Linked DNA regions of Mus musculus: all the other regions are linked to region 3. A link is a contact called in public Micro-C and promoter capture Hi-C data. All regions are on one chromosome and are shown on one strand. Each heading gives the region's core, a stretch centred on a gene start, on an enhancer-like site or on the middle of the called end of the contact. The rest is flanking DNA. Distances are from core to core; before and after follow the strand shown. Region 1 has its middle 6.3 kb from the start of Gm30456. Region 2 holds the start of A730063M14Rik (RIKEN cDNA A730063M14 gene). Region 3 holds the start of Gli1 (GLI-Kruppel family member GLI1).

What was found. Promoter capture Hi-C pulls out the DNA fragments that hold promoters and counts their contacts. Hi-C and Micro-C count contacts between places; a contact is called where the count stands out from the background.
Region 1: a contact with region 3 is called in a Micro-C map of embryonic stem cells, with 1.8 times the contacts expected there. The contact joins the enhancer-like site here to the promoter of Gli1 in region 3. A contact is called at or near these places in 2 of 39 promoter capture datasets (pre-B cells and stem cell-derived epiblast-like cells), 1 of 15 datasets of contacts at CTCF or cohesin (embryonic stem cells), 18 of 484 Hi-C or Micro-C datasets (the Ba/F3 cell line, the G1E-ER4 cell line, the N1E-115 cell line and 3 more), 2 of 115 datasets of contacts at active chromatin or transcription factors (embryonic stem cells and memory CD8 T cells) and 1 of 9 other capture datasets (embryonic stem cells).
Region 2: a promoter capture Hi-C map of embryonic stem cells shows a contact between it and region 3, with 2.0 times the contacts expected there. The contact joins the promoter of A730063M14Rik here to the promoter of Gli1 in region 3. A contact is called at or near these places in 11 of 39 promoter capture datasets (the C10 cell line, the HPC-7 cell line, cranial neural crest and 6 more), 4 of 15 datasets of contacts at CTCF or cohesin (CD8 T cells, embryonic stem cells and pro-B cells), 27 of 484 Hi-C or Micro-C datasets (B cells, CD8 T cells, CD8 central memory T cells and 8 more), 17 of 115 datasets of contacts at active chromatin or transcription factors (the 230-238 cell line, CD8 T cells, the SCID.adh cell line and 5 more) and 4 of 9 other capture datasets (adipose tissue, embryonic stem cells, liver and 1 more).

The regions. Positions count from the first base shown.
Region 1 is chr10:126,927,524-126,930,353 of GRCm38.p6, reverse strand. No RefSeq gene overlaps it. Among named protein-coding and RNA genes, the nearest start is that of Gm30456, 6.3 kb to the left of the region's middle. Within about 2 kb of position 1,568, at least 236 of the 459 cell types and tissues checked have an H3K27ac peak or open chromatin away from gene starts, as enhancers often do. A contact at or near this core is called in the N1E-115 cell line and embryonic stem cells, where this site is marked.
Region 2 is chr10:127,068,855-127,072,023 of GRCm38.p6, reverse strand. It overlaps A730063M14Rik (RIKEN cDNA A730063M14 gene), which reads right to left and starts at 1,543. Exons shown (of 2, transcript NR_040660.1): 1 at 1,400-1,543; 2 at 923-1,107. Tspan31 (tetraspanin 31) reads left to right here and starts at 1,763. Exons shown (of 6, transcript NM_025982.4): 1 at 1,763-1,909; 2 at 2,511-2,678; 3 at 3,036-3,116. The coding sequence starts at 1,847.
Region 3 is chr10:127,340,316-127,343,447 of GRCm38.p6, reverse strand. It overlaps Gli1 (GLI-Kruppel family member GLI1), which reads left to right and starts at 1,869. Exons shown (of 13, transcript NM_010296.2): 1 at 1,869-1,889; 2 at 2,130-2,243.

The DNA.
Region 1 (2,830 bases), core at 319-2,818, 410 kb after region 3:
AGGGCTCACGGGAGCAGTGGTCAGAATTGTACTTAATGGTGGATGGTGGAGCACCTGCAGTCAGCAAATCTTACAGCAACAGAAGAGACCGGTGGGTGATCCAGGAGGAATCTGTGCAGGGCTAAGGGGGTTCAGCACCCCAGAGATCAGAGGGCAGTTGAGCTGTATGTAAGCTGGGCAAATCCTTGGCTCAGGAAGCTTTGAGAGGAGCAGTCCTGGATGCTGGAAGGCTACACCAGAGAATAGAGAGAGAGGAAGAAGAAGAGGAGGGAGGGAGGGAGAGACAGAGGGTGGGGTGGGGGTGGGGAGAGAACACAAGGTGGGGGGGGGGAGATCCAAGTGGGCCCCAAACTCTCACTTGCTGGCTTTATCATTTGGGGAGGGAATCAGGAGGCTGCCATCTCTGATCTCACTTTCTGGAGAGATCTTTAGGGTACCTCTTATAACCACTGCCCAAACCCTAGGGAGTTAGAGCCTTCTGATAGGATTGGCTCTTGGCAGAAACCATAAGGCACACAGAGCAGGAATGGGGGCAACACCTGCTGGGGGTGGTGGGGTGGGCTGGGAGGGCCTGGGTGGGCTGGCTGCCCAGGGGAGGACAGAAACGTCTTTCTTTGCCTCTTTCTGTGAGGCAGCATCCAGGCTCAGGGAGGGGCTGCCCTTTCATTGGACCCCCACCGTCCAGCTCTGTGCCAAGCACACACACTGGATGAATGGCGTTAGTATTTGAAGGCAAAGTGTGCACATCTAGAACCTTCTGGAATACTGTTACTTACTGTGGTTTTTCTTTGGGTTTTATAGAACAACCCCAAACATTTGCTCACCAGGATGAGTCTGCTTCCCGTGGCAGTCAGGACACCGGGTGCCTTATGAACTCAGCCTAAAGACCCTGCGTGGGGTACAGCAGAGGTGGGAGCGTGGTACAGAAAATTTGCTCAGTTGGCCTCTGGCTGCAGAGGGCAGGCTCCGGCTGACCTAGGCTGGAGTCTGAGGTCATGATCTGTATGTCACCAAGTTGTTCATTAGCATCGCGTTTATTCTGCAGGAGAAGCCACCGATCCTAAAAGTCGTCTATCCCCTGCCAGGGGGAAGTTAAATAGAATAGAGAGGCTGTGGTGCATGTCTGGCCTTGGTTACTTTTCAAAGACCATGGCATCCTTTCTGGGGTCCTTTGGGAGCCGGTCTTTGTGGTTTATGTACTGAGAGATGCCCGTCTTTCCCTCCCTCTCTCTTCTCCCGAGAAAGCCCTCCACTTCTCTTCGGCTTGGTTTTGGATGTGTGTCCTCTCTCCTACTTGCGATTGTGGCCTTGCCCGCCCCTTTCCACGAAGGAGTGACGCCCTTCCTTGTTCTTGGAGCAGTCAGACTGAACTTGCGCGTGGGTGTGGGCTCCACACAGAGACACTGCCTCTCTTTAAGATTTCTCAGGACATCTTTCTTCTTCAGTTTTGTCTGAAAGGGCCACACCAGGGGATTGTTTTGTTTTCTCCCCGAAAGCTGGTGGCCTGGTGGCCCGTTCCCTACCAATCTCAGCTGTGGGAATGGCTTTCATCATGCCCTTTCCCAACCATTTCCCAAAATGCTCTCTCTTCCCCGCCCCCTGCTGGGTGTTTTGGGACACAGAAACCAGTGTGTGGGGCCCGGGTTTTCCTTTTTCTGGGAGAAGTTGCGAACAGCTTCGGTGTCTCAAGCCACACTTTGGCTTGATGGGGGCAGGCCGAGTTGGCTTGGGGACCGAGGTTGTTCTGTGCGACCTCAGTGTCGGGTCGCAGAAGGAGCGGCAGCGCCAGGGGTCTGCGCTCCCTGAGGCTATCTGGGGACCAAACTCCACGGCGCGAGGGGCTGCCGCCGCCCAGGTCCAGCGTCGGAAACAGGGCAGAGCCACCCAGAGGTCCCGGGGCAGCTTTATGCCCAGCGCCCCGCCCGCACCCCACGCCCCTGCAGCCCAGCTCCGGCCGCGCCCCAGCCCTTTGGGACGGGCTCAAAGGCGACGGGCGGGGGCCGGGGAGGAGGCAGCGTTCCTGCAAATCACATGATTTTCCCGCTTATATAAATCACAGCTTGTTTTTCTCAACCGGCTGCAGACTTAAAGGTGCAGTGTCTTCTTTCTCTCCCAAGGGCAGGGGCTCTCCTGGGTGCCTTTGACCAGGGGCAAGCTGGGCAGGAGTGGCCTCAGCTAGGGACTTGTCACACAGTTCAGGGTTTACCCTTGGTCCGTACTTGGGATAGTTCCTTGGGCTGGGGACCAGAGAGAGGCAAGGAAAACGTATCACCAAGTCAGAAACCCTCGCGGGACTGGGGTCTCCTTTCAGAGGTGGGCCAGCAGCCTCTGTGGACAGCAGTGTCTCAGAGCAACCGGCTGAAGCCCCGGGTGCCTGCTTTGGATCCTGAGGGCCTAGGAGAGAACTGGCCTGTGGGAGAATTCTGTTAGCCAGAGTTCTAAAACAGGTGCTTACTATTCTCATCAGCTCTGGCTGTTTGAGGACACTGTATGTGGGAAGAAAAATCAACCATTGCATACATCTAGCATCTATTGTCTACCTCCTAGGCACTGTGGAGAGGGAGAAACAGCCGTTAGACAGCCTTGTGATGAAGCAGGAGTTGGATCAAGCTGCACAGGCAGTTTTAAAGCCCCGTTCCAGGCTAAACAGAAGAGAGTCACAGGCAGTGCGTAATTACCTGGGGATGAATAGTTTGGATAATGAGTCCTGCAGGCTTTGGGAGGAGGGCTCCTCTGGGGGCCTTGGCTGCAGGTGGACTTGAACTGGAGGCAGGGTGGGGGGTCAGCCTGCTAGGTGTCTCAGTGGGAGGGAGGACGGAGTGTGGTGCTG
Region 2 (3,169 bases), core at 294-2,793, 270 kb after region 3:
AGATAAAGGGGTTATGCTTGGATTTACTGGACTCCACAAAAATGGACTAAACAGGGGCTGGAGAGATGGCTCAGCAGTTAAGAGCACTGACTGCTCTTCCGAAGGTCCTGAGTTCAAATCCCAGCAACCACATGGTGGCTCACAACCACCCGTAATGAGATCTGACACTCTCTTCTGGTGTGTCTGAAGACAGCTACAGTGTACTTAATTATAATAATAAATAAATCTTTAAAAATGGACTAAACAGTAATAACTGAGCGTTGCTAGCTACTGGGTACTGATTCAAGCATCTTATATATCCTAACTCATTTAGTCCACATGACCATCTTGAATTTGTTAAAGAAGTATTGCTAGGTGTGTTGCATGGCCGTCTTTCCCTCTTTGACAGATGAAGAAGATATAGGGGATTTAAGTACCTGGCCGGTGCAGATGGTGAGCCAGAAAGTTCAAACCCATGCAGTTTGACTGCAGCACGGATAGACTGTTGGCAGTCACAGGGTGTGAGCACACGTGGGCTCGAATCACTGTGTGGAGCTGATGGGAGCATTCTCTGGCTTCATTCCTACCACAGCTGCTTCTTTGCCCAGGAGGAAGAGAAAGGTAGTGTCGTTTGTCACTCCACTAAAAGGGCACTGTATCCAAACGCTTATGCAATAACGTTATCGACCAGCCACCCACTGGAGTGAAAGTATTGAGCCTCCGGGCTGGAGAGATGATGGCTCAGTGATTAGGAGCACTGGCTGTTCTTCCAGAGGACCTGGGTTCAATTCCCAGCAACCACATGGCAGCTTACAACTGTTTGCAACTACATTTCCTGGGGTACACTACATTTCCTGGGATACGACATCCTCACACAGACATACATGCAGGCAAACCCGCCAATGCACATAAAATAAAAATAAAAATTTAAAAAGAGACAGTATGGAGGCTCTTATTTATTCATATTCCAGACTCGCCCCCACTTTGCGTCATGTGCCAAGCCTGATCCAGCACGTTTGTGTTCTAAAGATGTAGAGCACACCAGCGTCTGTGCCTGTGGTTTTGTCACGAACAGGAATGCGCCGGCCTCAAGTCACTGTTTCCACCTGAATTTCTGGCGTGTCCACACTGCAGGGAAAGGGATGCAGAACGGAACGTGAGTACTAGCAAACACAGTTAACAAATGCGTGAGGATTTGCCCGCTAATGCTACGCCCGACTTGGATCCTCTCTAGCTGGGCTTCATAGTGCATTTGGCTCCTCGTGCTGTTCCAGAGTATGACTGTTCCAGAGTATAACAGTGAAACGATGGCACCAACGTGAGATCATCGGGAAACACGGGAAATCGGCGGAAAAGGGTTACCTTTAGAGGTGCAGAGCCCCTTCCTCTCACCTCTACGAAACCCCTTTTTTCTGTTCACCTGAGTCTCCTGAGTATCTCCTCGGGTTCCTAGTCTCGAAATTCCGTACTCAGGAATCCAAGATTTTTTTTTTTTTTTTTTAGTTAGCTTCTGGTCTCTAAGACACTGTCTAGAAACCCTGGCCTCGGTTTCTTTCTTTCTTTCGCCTTCCTCTTCTTCTTCTTCTTTTTTTTTTTTTTTTAAGTTTCCTCCAATGAAGAAACTAAGGGCAAGACTGGGAGGCAGGCTGGTGACGTAATGCAGATTGATTGGCATTGAAGTCCTGGATGTCTTGGATTAGCCACGAGTTTCACCAATCCAGAAGCAGGGGTGGGACGGTGCAGGCGCAGAGAATTGGTTTGGGTGGCTTGGATTTAAAGCGATAGACGCGGTTGGGAGTCCTACAAGACGGTCCTCGATACCCTCCCCACAAGTCTTGGGACCATTTGGGTCCCCAGATCTGGGGAGATGGTTTGCGGCGGATTTGCCTGTTCCAGGAATGCGCTGTGCGCTCTCAACGTGGTTTATATGGTGAGGTTTTGGAAATGGATAAATCTCCGGGGCGGAAAGAATGGGGGAGTTTCTAGGGGACTTCCGGCGTGGAGAGGGGTGTACTGGGGGTTCTGGGAAGCTTCCCAGAAACTTCCGGCGAAGAGGGAATTCCTGGGTACTTCCGTGGAAGAGGATAGATAGACTTCCGGTGATGAGGGGGCTTGTTTGGTGGTGGGCAGGGGTGGATTGGAGACTGAGGGCCTATAGTTCCAGTCTTCACTTTCTGCTCCAGTTTCTTCCCAAACTAGAGTTACTAGACAACGCCAAGGCTTCCATTTGTGTGTTAGGTACCTACTTACCCTGCCCTACTCTCTCTCAGTCATTCCCAGTTGCTTGGGAAGTGCGCTTAGAGATGAACAGTACTGACTGCACACCTCAAGCGCTTAGCTTGTCAAGTCCACGTCCCCTTGTAATATAGCCTTGGGCTGTGCTGCATTGCTAGAAATCTTTGGCGATGACCGGGTCTCACTGTATAGCGAGCTAGCTAGCACAGACTAACCTGGAACTTCGCTGTGCTGCGGTTGCAGGTATGAGCCACCACATCAGGCTGAATAAAGTGTATTCTTTCTATTTCTTGCAGCTTGTGGGCTTTTTGCTCATTGGCGTGGCTGCCTGGGGCAAGGGCCTCGGTGTGGTGTCTAGCATTCACATCATTGGAGGAGTCATTGCTGTGGGAGTCTTCCTTCTCCTCATCGCGGTGGCAGGACTGGTGGGCGCCGCGAACCACCATCAAGTGCTGCTCTTCTTTGTATCCTGGCCTTAGTGATTGGGGCCTGAGCGGGCTTTTCCTGGGAAGGGGACCAGGGGACCTCAAACACGTCTCTTTGTTCTTACTCTGTAACCCACACAAGTTGACGGTTTTCCCCCAACTTGATAAAAAGTGCAGTTTGTGAACAGAGAAGGGCCTTGAACTCTGCCCCCTTGCCTGCCACATCGCAGTTAGAATTACAGTGGTGAGATTTTAAAGACAGAAACTGGGCCTATGCTATGTAGTCCTAGCTTGGAGCTCACACTAGGCTGGCTACCACACAGCTTTGTCTGTCTGTCTCCCTGAATGAGGTATTTTAAATGGAAAACAGGTCTTTTTGCCCTAACTTCTTCTCAGTATATGATCATCCTAGGTTTGGTCTTCATCTTCCAGTTTGGAATCTCTTGCTCATGTCTGGCTATTAACAGAAACACACAGGTAAGGGTAAGCCCTTTCATGTACTTGCTTGCTTTCTCCACTTTTATCTGACC
Region 3 (3,132 bases), core at 620-3,119:
TGAATACAGGAGAAAGCAGTCTTGTGGTTTGTGCTTGTCACCGAAGCACTGGGGAGGCTGAGGCCTGGACAGCTGTGAGCCTGAGCTCAGCCTGGGCTCCTGAGTAAACTCTGGGTCAGCCTGGACTACTGAGTAACAGTCTGTCATCAAAACACAAAAGCATTTCCCTTTCCGCAGAACTCAAAAGGCTCCAAAACTGTCAGTCTGTGTAAGACAAGTCACATGACACGTGTAGAACTCTTTCTCTGTGGTTACTGGTCTGGCCTGGCTGTGGGTACCTTGTAAATTTCATGGATGTAACTTGTCAGTTATATGGAGTGTTGTCCCTTATCTGTTTCTACTGTGACTCCTTGCACTTGTTAGGTCTCATATGTGTCCCTGTCTTCATCTTAATTTTTTTTTTTTTTTTTTTTGGAGACAGGGTTTCTCTGTGTAGCCCTGGCTGTCCTGGAACTCACTCTGTAGACCAGGCTGGCCTCGAACTCAGAAATCCGCCTGCCTCTGCCTCCCGAGTGCTGGGATTAAAGGTGTATGCCACCACTGCTTGGCCCATCTTAATTTAAAAACAAAAAACAAACAAACAAAAAACACTTACTTTGCAGAGCCAAGAAGGTGGTTTAAAAACAGCGCTATGGCCTGAGAGATCTGTTTAAGGGAAGACTCTCTCTCCCCACCCCGCCATGCTTTTGAGTCTTTCTCAGGTGGGAAACTGAAATAGAGGCCCTCTCTCTGTGTCCAGTCACCATGGTAACACAGATTCAAAGAGACAGGGTACTCCCCTATCACGAACTACCCAAGGGGCTCGCAATCTTCCCTGGCGTGCCCTTCTGTTTCTTTGAGCTCACGCAGCTCCCTGGGCATCCGATTGGGCTTTGGGGACAGGAACCTGTCAAATTTCCTTAAGTTCGCCAGTGCAATCATTTCCACTCCGAGGGGTGCCATGTGCTAGGACGACCAGCAGAGGGCGCGAAAAGCCTTAAAGAGAGAGGTGTGGAGGTGGCAACTGCGTCCAGAATTTGGAGATGGAGAACGGAGTTTCTCCAGAGAGGTACTCTACACAGAGCACCACTGTCCTCAGTGATCTGTGAATGCACATTCTGCACTTAGAACTCTAGCCCGTGTTCTTCCTTCATGTTCCATAGGTCGCACCCCCTCCCCTCCTCTACATCAGTCAACCCAACTTCTTTCTCCCAAACCCCAACTCTCCAAATGCTCCACGTTCCATCCAAAGAGTGAGGCTGGCCTACAGACCACGACATGGGGAAAGCTCAGTTACGACCAATGAAGCCGAAGACCGAGGCTTCTGGTTTAACTTTCTGGGTGAGCTTTCCCCCCTCCCTCTCCCGCCGCGCAATATTTTCCTCAATGTTTTCCTGGCTCTGGTTCAGAGCCTCTTCGTGGACAGCCGATCCAGGGATCCGCGCCGGGATTTACTGTCCACCAAGAGCAGCGTGTTCGGGCGGGGGGGGGGGTAGTAGGCAGTATAGGGTCCCTCAAGGGAGGGGGAGGATCCTGGGGGTCCTGGGGGTGCCATAAGCCCGGCACCCCCTCTCTAGCTTCTATCCACCCAGCTCATCTTCTAGAACGGTCCGAAGGAAGGATATACGAGGGAAGTGAGCGGGAAGAGCCGTAGCGTGCGGGTGGCAACAGCGAGAAAAAGTTTTTGCAAAGGGGAAAAAAAAAGTTTGCGCTTCTCGCGGGTGGTCCCGGCTCGAGGCCCGGCGGGCTGGGCCGGCGGGAGGGCTGGGGGCCAGGTTGGGAGGGTGGGGTGGCACTGAAGCTGCGCTGCAGTGGCCCTGTGACCCCCCTCCCCGCCACACACCTCCCCCCCCCCCCAGCCCAGTTTCCAGCCCTGGACCACGCATCCCGAGCACCGCGCCCCGACGGAGGTGAGAGGGGGGCAGGCGGGAGACCACCTGGGAGCGATGGGGGAGGGGCTGAGGAGATGCTCTGACGCCTAGGGACTCACCCTATCCCAGAAGGAGACCTGGGGCTCAGAGGCAATATGGGGTTGGGAGAGTTTGGGGAGAGCAATTAGGAAGTTTGGGTGTTTTCTTGTTTTGCTTTAATTTGTGCCTTCTTTTCTCTGCATCCCCTTCTTTTTTTCTGACAATCTGTGTCTGTCCCAGGTCTCTTTGTCCGCGCCTCTCCCACATACTAGAAATCTCTCCCTTTCTTGAGGTTGGGATGAAGAAGCAGTTGGGACGGCCAGCTGGAGGTCTGCGTGGTAGAGGGAACTCCAGGTGCGTCTCTGAGCGCCGTTGGAAGACGTCAGTGTTTCTAAGACGGGACCCACCGCAAAAGAAGGGAGCGCTCAGTGGGGTGGGAGTAGCGGTGTGCCAGGCAACAGAACCCCTGAGGGCCGGGCTGGGATTGGACTCCTGACCTGTGGCTGTGACAGATGTGCACATGGGGTTTAGGGGCAAAGGAGTGGGTTTGGACTCGGGAGGAGGCTGGGTGGGTTTCCTAACATGCGGTGTAGGCCGTAGAAAATCCCTAGGAATTCTGGACTTCTGAGTTCCCAAAGACTGTGGGCAGGGCCCCCGAGGAAGAGGAAGAGCTGGGGAGACCTTGTTTTGACCCTCTGACCTCAGGACCACCGGGGCAGCTGAAGCCAGGCGCCGGGAGACCCCTACTGGGGCAGAGCGGGACCACTGGCTACTGCCAGCTTGTGTATCCCTGTTGGCCCCCCGCCCAAGCGGGATCTGGGGACCGAGGCCCCTCCTCTGGCTCAGACCACCCTGCCTGCCCTTGCTCCCCGCTCTGAATCCTCTTTCAGGCCCCATGACCCTGAAACAATCAACCCAGGACAGTTAGCTTTGGGAACAGCATCAAGGAAAGGAAACTCCGTAGAGGCCGAGGGTTTGGGGCATCCGGAGAACCAGGGACTTTATGGTATAGGTCTTTCCTTCCAGTACGGGGAGAAAAGATGGGCAGTTTTCTTCTGGGAAGAAAGTTCGTGAACGCGGGTGATTTACCCTAGGGGGGCGGGGTTCAGAAGGACCCCCCTCCATTATCTCTCTGGGCATCCCCGCCGGACAGACGTCTCCGACTCACTCTTGACGTCACTAGGGGGTTCCCGGGGGTCTATAGGGGTTAACCCTTAGGAAGCCGGCGGAGATACCCAGGAAT